Linked DNA regions of Mus musculus: all the other regions are linked to region 2. The links are chromatin contacts, called in public HiChIP or PLAC-seq and promoter capture Hi-C maps. All regions are on one chromosome and are shown on one strand. Each heading gives the region's core, a stretch centred on a gene start, on an enhancer-like site or on the middle of the called end of the contact. The rest is flanking DNA. Distances are from core to core; before and after follow the strand shown. Region 1 holds the start of Haus6 (HAUS augmin-like complex, subunit 6). Region 2 holds the start of Acer2 (alkaline ceramidase 2). Region 3 holds the start of Rraga (Ras-related GTP binding A). Region 4 holds the start of Saxo1 (stabilizer of axonemal microtubules 1).

Region 1 (3,156 bases), core at 103-2,602, 260 kb before region 2:
GTTCAAGGCTAGCCTGTCCACAAAAAGAGGTCCAGAAGCCTTGTCTTGAAAAATAAACAAACAAACAAAAACAAAAATCAAACAAAAGACAAAATTCATTGAGACTGGAGAGATGTCTCAGGTTACTAACAGTGTCTGCGCCTCCAAAAAGACACGGGTTCAATTCCCAGAATCCACATGGCAGATCTAAACTGTAACTCCAGTCCCAGAAGATCTGACAACCTCACACAAGACATACAAGCAAGCAAAACAGCAATCTGGAGGAGCAAGGCGATGGAATTAAAATCCCAGCACACCTCCCATTACTACAGAGAGGGGGGTTTTGTCTCAAAATAAAAATAATAGTAGCCGGGCGGTGGTGGCGCACGCCTTTAATCCCAGCACTTGGGAGGCAGAGGCAGACGGATTTCTGAGTTCAAGGCCAGCCTGGTCTACAAAGTGAGTTCCAGGACAGCCAGGGCTATACAGAGAAACCCTGTCTCGAAAAAAAAAAATAGTAATAATGGTGATGATGGTGATATAGTAATAATAGAATCATTCTTTCCATTAAATTATAAGGAGGAAAGGGGGCCTGAAACCGGAAGCTCGTGTCTAAAGTATACAAATATAAACAAAGTATTTCTTTTTGTGATCGCAACCATAACTGAAGTGGCAAAGGAAAGGGTATCGGCTTTTGATTTTCATTCCCACACATTATTATGTTTTTGCTAGCTGTAACATGTTTTAGTTCGGATTCAAAGTTTAAACCCACAGTTAACTACTTATAAGATGTTTGCATATATAGTTCCCCGACGCCTCCCACCAACTACAGACCACGAAGGCAGGGTTAAGCGGGCCCGCCGTTGTGCCTCAACTGCAGAGCACGCCTCTAAAGCGTCCCGCACCCGCATCCCTTACACTGGTGACGACCAGTCCCCCACCACAGGGTTCTGCCGCCAGTGACTGGACGCCAAGGACCGCGCCACCGCCCCAGATCTCCTTACTCTCCAAGGTGCGCGTGCGGCACCATCTTCCCGCCGAACGTGATGCTGGAGCTCGGATCCAAGCCCAGCGCCTGCAGGTACATCCAGAGATGCTGCTTCTCGAAAGCGGAGTCCCGGGCCGAGCTCATGCTTTCCACGGGCAGGGCGACTGTGACGGAGGAAAACGAAGGCACCGAAGCCGTGAGGACCCTTGGACCCCTCCTACAGGCATCCCGGGGTGACGACAACCCCTCTGCGGCGGCCGCCCGCTGCCTCCTCTCCGAGAGCCATCCCACCACAAAAGGCCGAACGCGCCCAGAAAAACAGACAGTGACTGCAGCGCTCCACGCAAACCAAGACTCCCGCGCTTGCGGAAGACTACACTGCGCAGGCGCAGGCGCAGTCCCGACTTCCGGGACTGGTCTTCCTAAGAGGACTCAATCTCCCACCATGCAATGCATCCCTGTCTCCGGGCACATGAAGTCCCTGAGAGAAACTATAAGACCCACAAAGCATTGCGTGACCAGCCAATTGCCCCAAGGTCCGGAAACCGGGTGTTTTCTAGAGCCCTCCCGGCCTTAGTTCCGGATTCTTTGCGTTTTAGGTTTCTGTTGCTCGGGTTGTGATTGCTGTTCAGTAAAAGCTACATTGTAGCTCCTTATAGTGAGTGATGCAGGTGTATGGCCCTAAACAAATCATCTTTTCCTTTATTTTAAGACAGGGTCTTGTCCGGTGGAGGCAGCGGTGTACTCCTTTAATCCCAGTACTCAGAGGAGAAGAACTTTGTTAGTTCGAGAACACTACTGATTTCCGGGACAGCCAGAGCTACACAAAGAAACCCTGTCTCGAAATAAAACAAAGCAAAACCAAAAAGGCAGGATCTTGCTATGTAGCTCTAACTTTATGTAGCGCAGTCTGGCGTCGAAGACTGTACCTGCCTTCCTACTATATGAATTAATGGGCAAGAGTCACAGGGGCCGATGGAGTTGTTCATTGATCACCTCATCTAGAGTGCTTGGCAAAATTTTTATTATCAAATGTTTCTTTGGTCGTGGAGGTTGCAAGTCGAGATTTCTTTTAGCCTCCTCTGGCCTTGAACTCCCTTCCCAAAGGAAGATGACCCTGAATTCCTAATTCTGGAATGCTCTCCATCTTTGTGGGAGGCACCACCAGCCATACTTCAACTTGCTGTACTAGAAATCTGTCTCTCACCGGGCAGCACTTGGGAGGAGAAGACAGGCGGATTTCTGAGTTGCAGGCCAGCCTGGTCTACAGAGTGAGTTCCAGGACAGCCAGAGCTATTCAGAGAAACCCTATCTCGAATAACAACTACAACAAAGTCTGTCTCTCTGCTGAGTGTCAGGAGTCATAATGGGACAAGCATCATCCTGAAGTGGTCTACTTCGGATTATTAGATGACCTGCGACAGGTGCACCCTTATTAAGCAAGGCTGTAAGGAATTCATTTTAGGGAAGATTCCTGCTATTAATATTGCTTTTCCTGTTATTATTAAAAATATATAACAATCACTAAGTAGTAGCACACCCCTTTGGAGCAGATCTCTGCAGATCCATGAAGATGTATTGTCTTGTAGTGATGCCATATAGACAAATAGATGACTTAAGTCATCATGATGATCCTATAAGAATTCCTAAAATTTTATCTGTGATTATTAAGCTCATTTTTACTGGGACTCCTATTAAGTCGTTTTTGATAGTCAAAACTGCAATGAGAACTCGGCCAATTTTCCACATGTTACCAGTTCTTAGATGGTAACCAGATTTTCTCCTATTCAGAGCACATTCCAAGAGGTGATAAAACAATTAACCAAAAGTCATATAAAGGGAACTAATGATTTATTATAGGTGCTAGGACAGAAGATAAAATATTGACTGGGTTTATCTATACAAAACTTCACTAATAACTTAGTTATGGTTTTAAACCTTCAGTGAACCTGTGGAGCTGAGACAGGTGATGGATGTTTAGCCAGAAAATTATTCCTAATGGATACGAATGTAGACATTCTCTATTGTAAACTTCTATTTCAATTTATGATTTGATTTTTTGTGTGAACTTTGTGATCATGTATTCTGAAAGATGTATAGGTACTGAAGACAAATGAGAAAGAAGAATTTTTTAAAGCCTTTCCCCACTTAGACTAGAATTTTTTGCCTTTCCCCCCTTAGAAGAATTT
Region 2 (3,095 bases), core at 389-2,888:
TCATATATCACACTGCAGCCTTTGGAATGCTACAATACACACTGATGAGAGAGAGGGAGAGGGAGAGGGAGAGGGAGAGGGAGAGGGAGAGGGAGAGGGAGAGGGAGAGGGAGAGGGAGAGGGAGAGGGAGAGAGAGAGACAGAGAGAGAGAGAGAGAACCTGGATGTGATGGTATGTGCCTATAAATTCTAACACTTTGGGGGCCAGCCTGGCTTGCATGAAACCCTGTTTCAAAAAAAAATCAAAAATAAAAATGTTGCAAATGATAAATAATGTTACAGTACTAACAAGAAACATTTTGATCACGTGGACCACAAATTCAGAAAATTGCCATACACAGTAACTGTTTTATATCATATTGGATAGATAGATAATGGATAGTTTTTCTTTCCAGGATTACAAGCTTGTGCCACTACACCCAGCTTATTTTTGCCTAAGCTATCGGGAGGAGAAAAATATGATCACATGAGAAAGCAGTTCTGCTGGACCAGCTGGTGTTGAATATACAACAGTGGGGGAGCCATTACTGTGCAGGGAGCCCTTATAGTGCATTTTTCGTTTGTGGCTCTGGCCTGCTCACTCCTGCTAGCCTGTAACTGACCCTAGAAGGAGGTCACAGTCTATGTTCTTCTTCTTGGGTTCCAGAAGACCTTCAGTAGAACCGGCTCTAGAGAAGGGAGAGGGGACAGAAGGTGGGATAATGAGGTCACAGGAGTGGTTTGGCCTGTAAGGAATAAAGCTGGATTTCGTAAACAGGAGGTGGAGACTGGCAGCTTCTGCCAGCCGTGGAGACAATGGCTGTGTGGGTGTCTGAGGAAGAGAAAGGTAGAAAGGTTAACAGAACCCGCTACCCAGGATGCCACCGGGGACACCTAATGAGTGACATATGAACGAACACTCTCTCAACAGTGCCCAGCTCATAATACTATATGTACTATATACAACTATGTATGTATTACGTTCTGTACTTGTGTGTTCTTACCTGCATCTTCTGTGGGTTGGGATGGCCGAAGGTTTCCCCAAGTCTTATGTTACCCATAAATGACTAAACATTCAGTACTACAGAAATGCTCTCCTGGTGTGGGTGGCCCAGGATGCTTGGCAGGGTCCAGAGAACCTGTTGCTACAGCCTTGAGAATCTTTTTATCCTAGCCAGCAACGAATTGGGTCTGGTAAAGCTGTTCTGCCTTCAAGAGGAACAAGAATATTCCTTAGGCGTGAGAATTGGTGTCCCTAGTGCAGTGAAGAAAATTGCTGCGAACTACCCCGGAGTCCAAAGAGGTCCGGGTCTCTGTGCGTTTTTCCGTACTTTACATTTTTACAAAGGGTAGGGGCCGTTTTGGCGTTCTTTACACAACCTGGACGCACGCGGACAAGAGCGACTCCGAAGACCTTTGCCACCAACCACGGTGGAACCGGAGAGTCCCGACTTCCACCCCAGCCCCGGTCCTACCCTTGGGGGTTCCCCAAGCCTGTCAGGTCCCGCCCCGGGTGGGCGTGGCCGCCGTGCTCCGGGACTCCGGGGGGCGGGGCTGGGGCGTGAGTGTCCCGGCGGTGGCAGGCGGGCACAGCCCGGCTTGGGAGGGCCGCGGGGAGGCGCCGTATCCGGAGGCTGTCCCGCACCGCATAAAGCCACAGACGCACAGTGTGCCTCGCAGCCGCTCGGGCCGGTCGCCGCTGCAGAGAAGCTGCTCCGATGCTCCAGAGCGGCCATGGGCGCCCCGCACTGGTGGGACCACCTGCGGGCTGGCAGTTCGGAGGTGGATTGGTGCGAGGACAACTACACTATCGTGCCTGCCATTGCCGAGTTCTACAACACGGTGCGGGACGCGGGGAGCGGCGGGGCAGGTGGGCGGAGGGAGGGAGCTATCCCCGTGTCTGTGGCGCCTGGAAGCAACCGTGGACGTCCGTGGCAGATTCACTCCACGCCCCCTTCTCCGGGCGCTTCTTCCAGCTCCATTTCTGCACTCCTCTCCGGTCCCTTTCCAGAGCTCCTCCAGCTCTTCCTGTCATTTTCTTCTTTATGGCTCTATTGTCTTGTTTGGCTCCTGTGCTCCGGGATCCAAGGGTCCGCATCAACCCATTTTTTCCAGTTTGGGTCATTTAGGGACGTGAGCTCACAGGGGCAGCTCCCTTTTTTCTGCCTAGGATCTTTGTGGCGTGACGCACCTGGGTCTCATTGTGCGTTTTTTTTTTTTTTTTTTTTTTTTTTTCCTCTGAGTACCTGTTTTGGGCTCCCTAGGAAAGGGGAGCCCTGGACATGTCCAGGGCTGGGTCCACTCTCACAAATCGGCAAGTCCTTTTCACTAAACTATGACAATGTTGATCTAATTATTTTCGTCCAGAATCAAGTAACTTCCTATGAGTTCTTTTTCTTGTTGCTTTTAGAGTCCAGTTTTGAGCCAGCTCCTAGTGGTGACTGTGAAGTCTAGGAGTGATAGCTGTGGGTTTTCTGGACTTGCCTAGGTCCCTAGATATGGACAAGCAGAAATTTACAGAATTCCTGGGATTTTGTTCTTTGCGAGAGGGAAGGATTGTCCCTAGGAGAGGAAATGTTTCTGCTTTTTCCCCCTGAACCCATCCATCCCTCAGGACTCTGGTATCCAATGTGACTTTGCATGGTCATTTTTCTGGCTTATCTTTTTTTGCTGTTCAAACAGAGAAAACAGGAACTCTTTGAGTCATTGTGAGTTTGAGATTGCTATTTAGGATTTTTTTTTTCCCCTTTCGGATTTCTGGAAAGAATGTTCTCAGCAAGAATCAAGCATTATTGCCTGGATAGACCCCTAGTCCCTTTTATGCCCCTGTCCTTTACTTTTGATCCCCCAACTCCCGTTTTTGTTCGTATTACTAGGCTATTGAGCAGTGAGCTGTCATGCCCATGTGCTGCTATGTCTGCGACTGACCCAGAATTCTCCACCGTGCCTTATCCAGGGCTTTTCCTCCACACCCACTTCTTAGTTGCTCAATGAAACCAGACCTTTGACATTCAGAGACATAGGGAAAGATCTAGTTAGTGAAAGTGGCCACATGTTCCCTATTATCCAACCTGGTGGGGTATTTATGATGCTCTCTACATAGACAGGCACCATCA
Region 3 (2,825 bases), core at 265-2,764, 300 kb before region 2:
AAGGGCATATCTGTATTCTAACCAGAGGAATTAAAGGTGTGTGCTATGACTGAGCCACATCACAACTAGAAATCGTTTTTTTGTTTTTGTTTGTCTTTTAGTAAACAATACACTCTCAGGGTTCAGTGTGATCAAATATCCTGCAACAATGATTACTTTTAAATTGTCTTTTTTTATGTATATGAGTACACTGTAGCTACACAGATGCTTGTGAGCCTTCATGTGGTTGTTAGGAATTGAATTCTGGACCTCTGCTCACTCCAGCCCAGAGATTTATTATTATAGATAAGTACACTGTTGCTGTCTTCAGACACACCAGAAGAGGGCATCAGATCTCATTACGGGGTGGTTGTGAGCCACTATGTGGTTACTGGGATTAGAACTCAGGACCTTCAGAAGAGCAGTCAGTGCTCTTACCCGCTTAGCCATCTTGCCAGCCCACTTTTGAATTTTCTTGCATATTGTAAACATTATTTATGTAAATTCATATTTTGCCTGTGTGTCTATGCATCATATGCATGCAGTGCCCACAGAGGTTGAAAGAAGGCATCATCCCCTGGACTGAAGTTACAGTTTCAAGGAGTCACAGTGGTGCTGGGAAGCAAACCCAGGTTCTCTGGAAGAGCAGTGTGTGTGTGTGTGTGTGTGTGTGTGTGTGCACCATATCTGTGCGGGAGACCATGGCTTAAATGATAAGCTATGTCTCTAGCCCCAACATCCAATTTTTGAATGAATAAGTGAGAAAATGTCTTCATTGGTACAGTGTAGTATACAACCTGGAAAGGGCTTTACAATAAGGATGCAGTGTCCTAATTTAGGAATATGACGTGCCCTGGTAATTCTACTGACTCAGCCTCAACTTACTGGATGACACTGCTTATCTCTTCTTAAAGGCTTGAGGCCATGTGGCCTATGGCTAAGTGAGCAGACCTTCTAAGGCACTCAGACTCGTTAACCCCCTCAGGTTTGAAAACAGTTGTTCACACGGTAACCGTGAGGACGAAGCTATTGCATGGTGTTCCATATTACCCTCTACTCGAGTTTTGGATTCTAATTACACATTCTCAAGCTGAGGTAAAAAGAACAAGGAATCAGGATGTCTCCCTGGTAAGGAACTGCCTAGCCCTGGGCAATTAGTTTTTCGAAATCTCTTTCTGCTGGTTTTCATTTGTCATCCCCGCTCCTCTACCTGCCTGATTGTCAAGCCTACAGCACTATTATCTCTCTGAGGTGATAATGGCAGTGGGCGTGTGAGGACTTTTGGCCACGCGGGGGCAGCATTCTCCCTCCCAGGTTCACTCGACCCCTTCTGCAAAGACCCAGGGCAACCCAAGCAGAACAAAACCCCAGCGTGGGCTCGCCCTTTCATTTTAACTCGCTGTGCGCTAGATTGCAATGGAAGAAGCAGTTTCTTAGAATTCCAAGGGTCTCAAAGGAGTAGCCGACGTTCTCGCGATGTCGCCACCGGAAGTGGGTGGCGGCAGGCCCTCGGAGTTCTCGCGAGATGCCGGCGGGAAGTGGGTGGCGGCCGGGCCGAAGCTGATCACATCACTGGTCTGCTCTCGCTAGCTCGGAGCGGCTGTGGCCATTGCCTCGGGCGCTGTTTTCTGAGACCTCGCCTCGCCGCGGTCTTTCCTGCCCCCAGCTCGCGTGCACGGCCTCCGCTGCCGGTCGGTGCTCGGTGTCCCGCCGTCCCCATCCTTGGTCGGTCCGCCGTTAGGCCGTGCCTCAGGCCCAGTCCGTGGCGACGCCGGCAGGTGATGCCCAATACAGCCATGAAGAAAAAGGTGCTGTTGATGGGAAAGAGCGGGTCGGGGAAGACCAGCATGAGGTCGATCATCTTTGCAAATTATATTGCGCGCGACACTAGGCGCCTGGGTGCCACCATCGACGTGGAGCACTCCCACGTCCGATTCTTGGGGAACCTGGTGCTGAACCTGTGGGACTGTGGCGGCCAGGACACCTTTATGGAAAATTACTTCACCAGCCAGCGGGACAACATCTTCCGTAATGTGGAGGTTCTGATATACGTGTTTGACGTAGAGAGCCGCGAACTGGAAAAAGATATGCATTATTACCAATCGTGTCTGGAAGCCATCCTCCAGAATTCACCTGACGCCAAAATCTTCTGCCTGGTGCACAAAATGGATCTGGTTCAGGAAGATCAACGTGACCTGATTTTTAAAGAGCGAGAGGAAGACCTGAGGCGTTTGTCTCGCCCGCTGGAGTGCGCTTGTTTTCGAACGTCCATCTGGGATGAGACGCTCTACAAAGCCTGGTCCAGCATCGTCTATCAGCTGATCCCCAACGTTCAGCAGCTGGAGATGAACCTAAGGAATTTTGCCCAGATTATTGAGGCTGATGAAGTTCTGCTGTTCGAGAGAGCTACGTTCTTGGTGATTTCCCACTACCAGTGCAAAGAGCAGCGAGATGTGCACCGCTTTGAGAAGATCAGCAACATCATCAAGCAGTTTAAGCTGAGCTGCAGTAAATTGGCCGCTTCTTTCCAGAGCATGGAAGTGAGGAATTCTAACTTCGCTGCCTTCATCGACATCTTTACATCAAACACGTACGTGATGGTGGTCATGTCAGATCCATCCATCCCTTCTGCAGCTACTCTGATCAACATTCGTAATGCCAGGAAACACTTTGAGAAGCTAGAAAGAGTAGATGGGCCCAAGCACAGCCTCCTCATGCGTTGAAATAATGCCAAATGCTCTTTAGTAAAATGCTGAATTACGGTGTTTTTTTTTTTTTTGCATCATTTGTCTTTAATATTCATAATGTCATGTGCTTAAAAGTGAGCTTGAAACGTGTGCTTACTA
Region 4 (3,049 bases), core at 205-2,704, 320 kb before region 2:
TGCTGATGGGACTGTCCTTAGAGATTGCTCATGAACAGCTGGAGCAATGACACCTATTTTAAAGTTCCCAGTCCACTCTAATGAGCACTGATTCCTGAGAATTCAAAGTCTTCTGTTTTCAGAGTGTCCTCTTAACCTATTCTCCCAAATACAATAATTTTGTTATTTCATGTAACATATGTAGCTGTAAAATCCTTTGCAGATCTTAGGGTATTAACAGAATAGATAGAATCCATGTGCATAGACATACACCCTATCCCTTCACTTGTAATAGTCCTGTGAGGAGAGTATTCCTAGGGAAATTTGAATGGGGAGACGTTCGGTTCCTAGCCCAGATCCCACATTTAGTGACAACCCCAGAGGGCTAGTCCCCGAGGCCACTCCTTTCACTTGGTCTTAGCCAGAAGCCTGGGAAGCAAGTTTATGTACTGCCCCTTCTGCTATCCCCTGGCTGGCACAGCCCTGCAGTTCCCTAGCTGTCCTGGCAAAGCAGCCAGAAGGACCATCTCAGAGACCGCAGCCCAACGTTCCTCTCCAAAACCCTGCCTTCACTGTGCTTTGCACCATCATGGCCCTGAAGACAAGGGGCAGAAAGGCATCCTGCCCAAAAACTACAGCGAACTCGCCCCTGGATTAGCTATTTATTTCAACACTGCAACAGTTGGTGCCCGTGCACTATGGCTCCCAAAGTACCAATTTCTGTAAGTGAGAAACTCACCCACACAAAAGAACTATTGTTCTAACAATTGCAACAGAAGAAACAAGACCGGCCCCAGCCTGTCCAGGGTTTCCATCATGTCTTAACAGCATGTAGACAAGGCTGGGCCCAGCCCACTCTCAAAGTGCCTGAATCTCTACCCTGCAGAAAACACACACGCGCACACACACACACACACACACACACACACACACACACTACCTGATCAGCGCTGATTCGACATGTGTGCATCAAATATTAGTCAACAATGTTGCAGTTTAAAACCCGAATCCAGTGCGATGCTGCCTAGCGAAGCAGCGGGATGAAGAAGACACATCCTGTCTTCGTTCCAGGAAAGGGGCTTGGCACCCTAGGGAGTGTGAAAATCAGGCTCCCCTCCCCAGATTGCCCTTGGGAGGACTACCTTACCCGCAGGAGCACAGGTTGCAGATGCAAGTCCTCTTCCCCATCCTTCACCTCGGACTTTCCACTAAGGCAATCGCCTAGAGGATCCCAGCTGCCTGGGACAACGATCACACTTCTTCGGTGCCTTGACCGATGCTGTTTTGCTCAGAAGGAAACTTAGGTGGCCCTTTTGCAAAATTCTGTAGTCTATTCCTTTCCTGAGGCTGGCCTTGGGCAAACAGGCAGCACTTAGCACAGACAGCAAGCCAGGCCGGCTCACGTCTGTAAGCTGCTGCCACTGCGGCCAGTGGGAAGCACCCACCTGCCAGCACAGCCTGGCCCCTGCAAGCCACAGGGCCCAGGACTGAGTCCTCTATGACCTTCAAAGTCACAGAGGAGGGCATCTTGAGGTGGCAATGACATCATAAGGGCCTCCTGTGAGGTCAGACTTCACCTAGTATCTCACCTGGCAGACCCAAGACAGGGACTCTCCCACTGGAACTTGGAAGGAAGATGGAAGATACCTTGGAGGGCTTTAGGAAGCCTCCGAGTCCCAGAGTTAACCAACAGCACGGTCACATAATGCAAAGACAATGAAAAGTATCTTGTCGGGTGGCACTTTCCATCCCTAGGACACATTGTCCGTCTGGAGGAAATGCATGCCCGGACCTCCAGAATATTGACCCTGAATTCCATCTCCAGATCTTCCTGGAAAATCTATACCTGGCTGCCTGCATCTTGGAATTGCTTTCAACCACAGGCCTCTGCTTTTGAGAACAAAGCAGCATGAGAGGGTCCAGCCCTCTATTGCTCAGGTAATGACGCCTAGAAGCAGGGACGTCTCAAATGTTAGCAGCATCAGAACCTCAAGGCTTGACAAAAATCAGATTGCCAGACCCCACCCTGAGTTTGTTGTTTCTGAAATATGGGTTCCAGAAAACACGTGTCTCTTACAAGTTTTTAATGATGCTACTGATGCTGGCCCAGAGCCCACACTTCAAGGAGCGCAGCTATGGAGCTTCTATTGTGGCCTCTGACCTCTCTTCCCTAATATCTAAGCCGGTCCTGAAAACCACTGCAGACCTCTGCCCTGGAATCTCCTGTATCAAATAACCACCAGTCAGAGCACATGATGGCTTCAGCCTGTGATCCCGGCACAGACTGAGGCAGGAGGGTTGCTGCAAGGTCAAGGCCAGCCTGGGCTACAAAGTGAGACTTCACTCTATTTCAAAGCAGTGAAAACAACTATTCTGGGAATTGTGTTTTCACAAGATAGCAGCTTACTCTGACAATAAAACAAAGTCAAGGGCCTCTGCTCTCGAGCTGGGTGTGGCAGCACAAGTCTAGAATTCCAGCATCTGGGGCAAGGAGGCAAGTTCTGGGCTACATGGCTCTCCCTTTCTCAAAAGCAAGCAAAAGAAGTGCGGTAGCATACCATACAGTCTACTACTATAGGAGAATGTTTGGACTTAAACATTACTGTTTCTTTTTGTTGCTTTTATTTATTTTATTTTATTTTATTTTATTTTACATTTGCTTATCGCAGGTTCTGGGTAAAGAGAGCCATGTGGGCCAAGACTCATGTGGAGATCAGAAGACAACCTGGAGAAGTTGGTTTCCTCTTTCTACCATGTGGACCAGAGAGCTGGAATTGATGTTATCAGTGTGAGCTTCGAGTGTCTGAAGAGTCATGGATTGCAGCAGTGCTGAGCTGCTGTGTGCTCTGAGTTCTTTCTTCCATCGCAGACTAAAAACCGAAGTCAGCAAACCACTGCCAGCTGCTGGAATTCCACTGGTACCTGGTTGATAGGGCCCATACAGGAATACCACTTACTGATCAGTCTTAAGTACAGCAAAGTTATTTCTTGCCTTTCTGGTTAAAGGGAATATAGAAATGTGAAATGGGGAGGGAGGAAACCTCAGAGAAATGGGAGCTTTGGAAACCAA

The links. HiChIP or PLAC-seq counts read pairs in DNA pulled down with a chosen protein or histone mark. Capture Hi-C pulls out chosen DNA fragments and counts their contacts.
Region 1: a contact with region 2 is called in a promoter capture Hi-C map of adipose tissue. The contact joins the promoter of Haus6 here to the promoter of Acer2 in region 2. A contact is called at or near these places in 13 of 39 promoter capture datasets (the C10 cell line, the HPC-7 cell line, cranial neural crest and 9 more), 3 of 484 Hi-C or Micro-C datasets (CD4 T cells, LSK cells and regulatory T cells), 4 of 115 datasets of contacts at active chromatin or transcription factors (the SCID.adh cell line, embryonic stem cells, memory CD8 T cells and 1 more) and 3 of 9 other capture datasets (adipose tissue, liver and pancreatic islet).
Region 3: a contact with region 2 is called in an H3K27ac HiChIP or PLAC-seq map of double positive thymocytes, with 4 times the contacts expected there. The contact joins the promoter of Rraga here to the promoter of Acer2 in region 2. A contact is called at or near these places in 6 of 39 promoter capture datasets (the HPC-7 cell line, hematopoietic stem and progenitor cells, liver and 3 more), 7 of 484 Hi-C or Micro-C datasets (CD4 T cells, CD8 T cells, the G1E-ER4 cell line and 4 more), 16 of 115 datasets of contacts at active chromatin or transcription factors (CD4 single positive thymocytes, the SCID.adh cell line, bone marrow-derived dendritic cells and 12 more) and 3 of 9 other capture datasets (adipose tissue, liver and macrophages).
Region 4: a promoter capture Hi-C map of liver shows a contact between it and region 2. The contact joins the promoter of Saxo1 here to the promoter of Acer2 in region 2. A contact is called at or near these places in 5 of 39 promoter capture datasets (the 3T3-L1 cell line, fetal liver, liver and 2 more), 2 of 484 Hi-C or Micro-C datasets (the G1E-ER4 cell line and rod photoreceptor), 1 of 115 datasets of contacts at active chromatin or transcription factors (T-cell acute lymphoblastic leukemia) and 1 of 9 other capture datasets (liver).

What each region holds. Positions count from the first base shown.
Region 1 is chr4:86,610,703-86,613,858 of GRCm38.p6, forward strand. Haus6 (HAUS augmin-like complex, subunit 6) reads right to left here and starts at 1,353. Exons shown (of 17, transcript NM_173400.3): 1 at 984-1,353. The coding sequence starts at 1,111.
Region 2 is chr4:86,872,776-86,875,870 of GRCm38.p6, forward strand. Acer2 (alkaline ceramidase 2) reads left to right here and starts at 1,639. Exons shown (of 6, transcript NM_139306.3): 1 at 1,639-1,821. The coding sequence starts at 1,714.
Region 3 is chr4:86,574,159-86,576,983 of GRCm38.p6, forward strand. It overlaps Rraga (Ras-related GTP binding A), which reads left to right and starts at 1,515. Exons shown (of 1, transcript NM_178376.3): 1 at 1,515-2,825. The coding sequence starts at 1,761. The coding sequence ends at 2,702.
Region 4 is chr4:86,556,849-86,559,897 of GRCm38.p6, forward strand. It overlaps Saxo1 (stabilizer of axonemal microtubules 1), which reads right to left and starts at 1,455. Exons shown (of 4, transcript NM_001081096.1): 1 at 1,127-1,455. The coding sequence starts at 1,167. It overlaps Saxo1os (stabilizer of axonemal microtubules 1, opposite strand), which reads left to right and starts at 1,596. Exons shown (of 2, transcript NR_131920.1): 1 at 1,596-1,917; 2 at 2,649-2,956.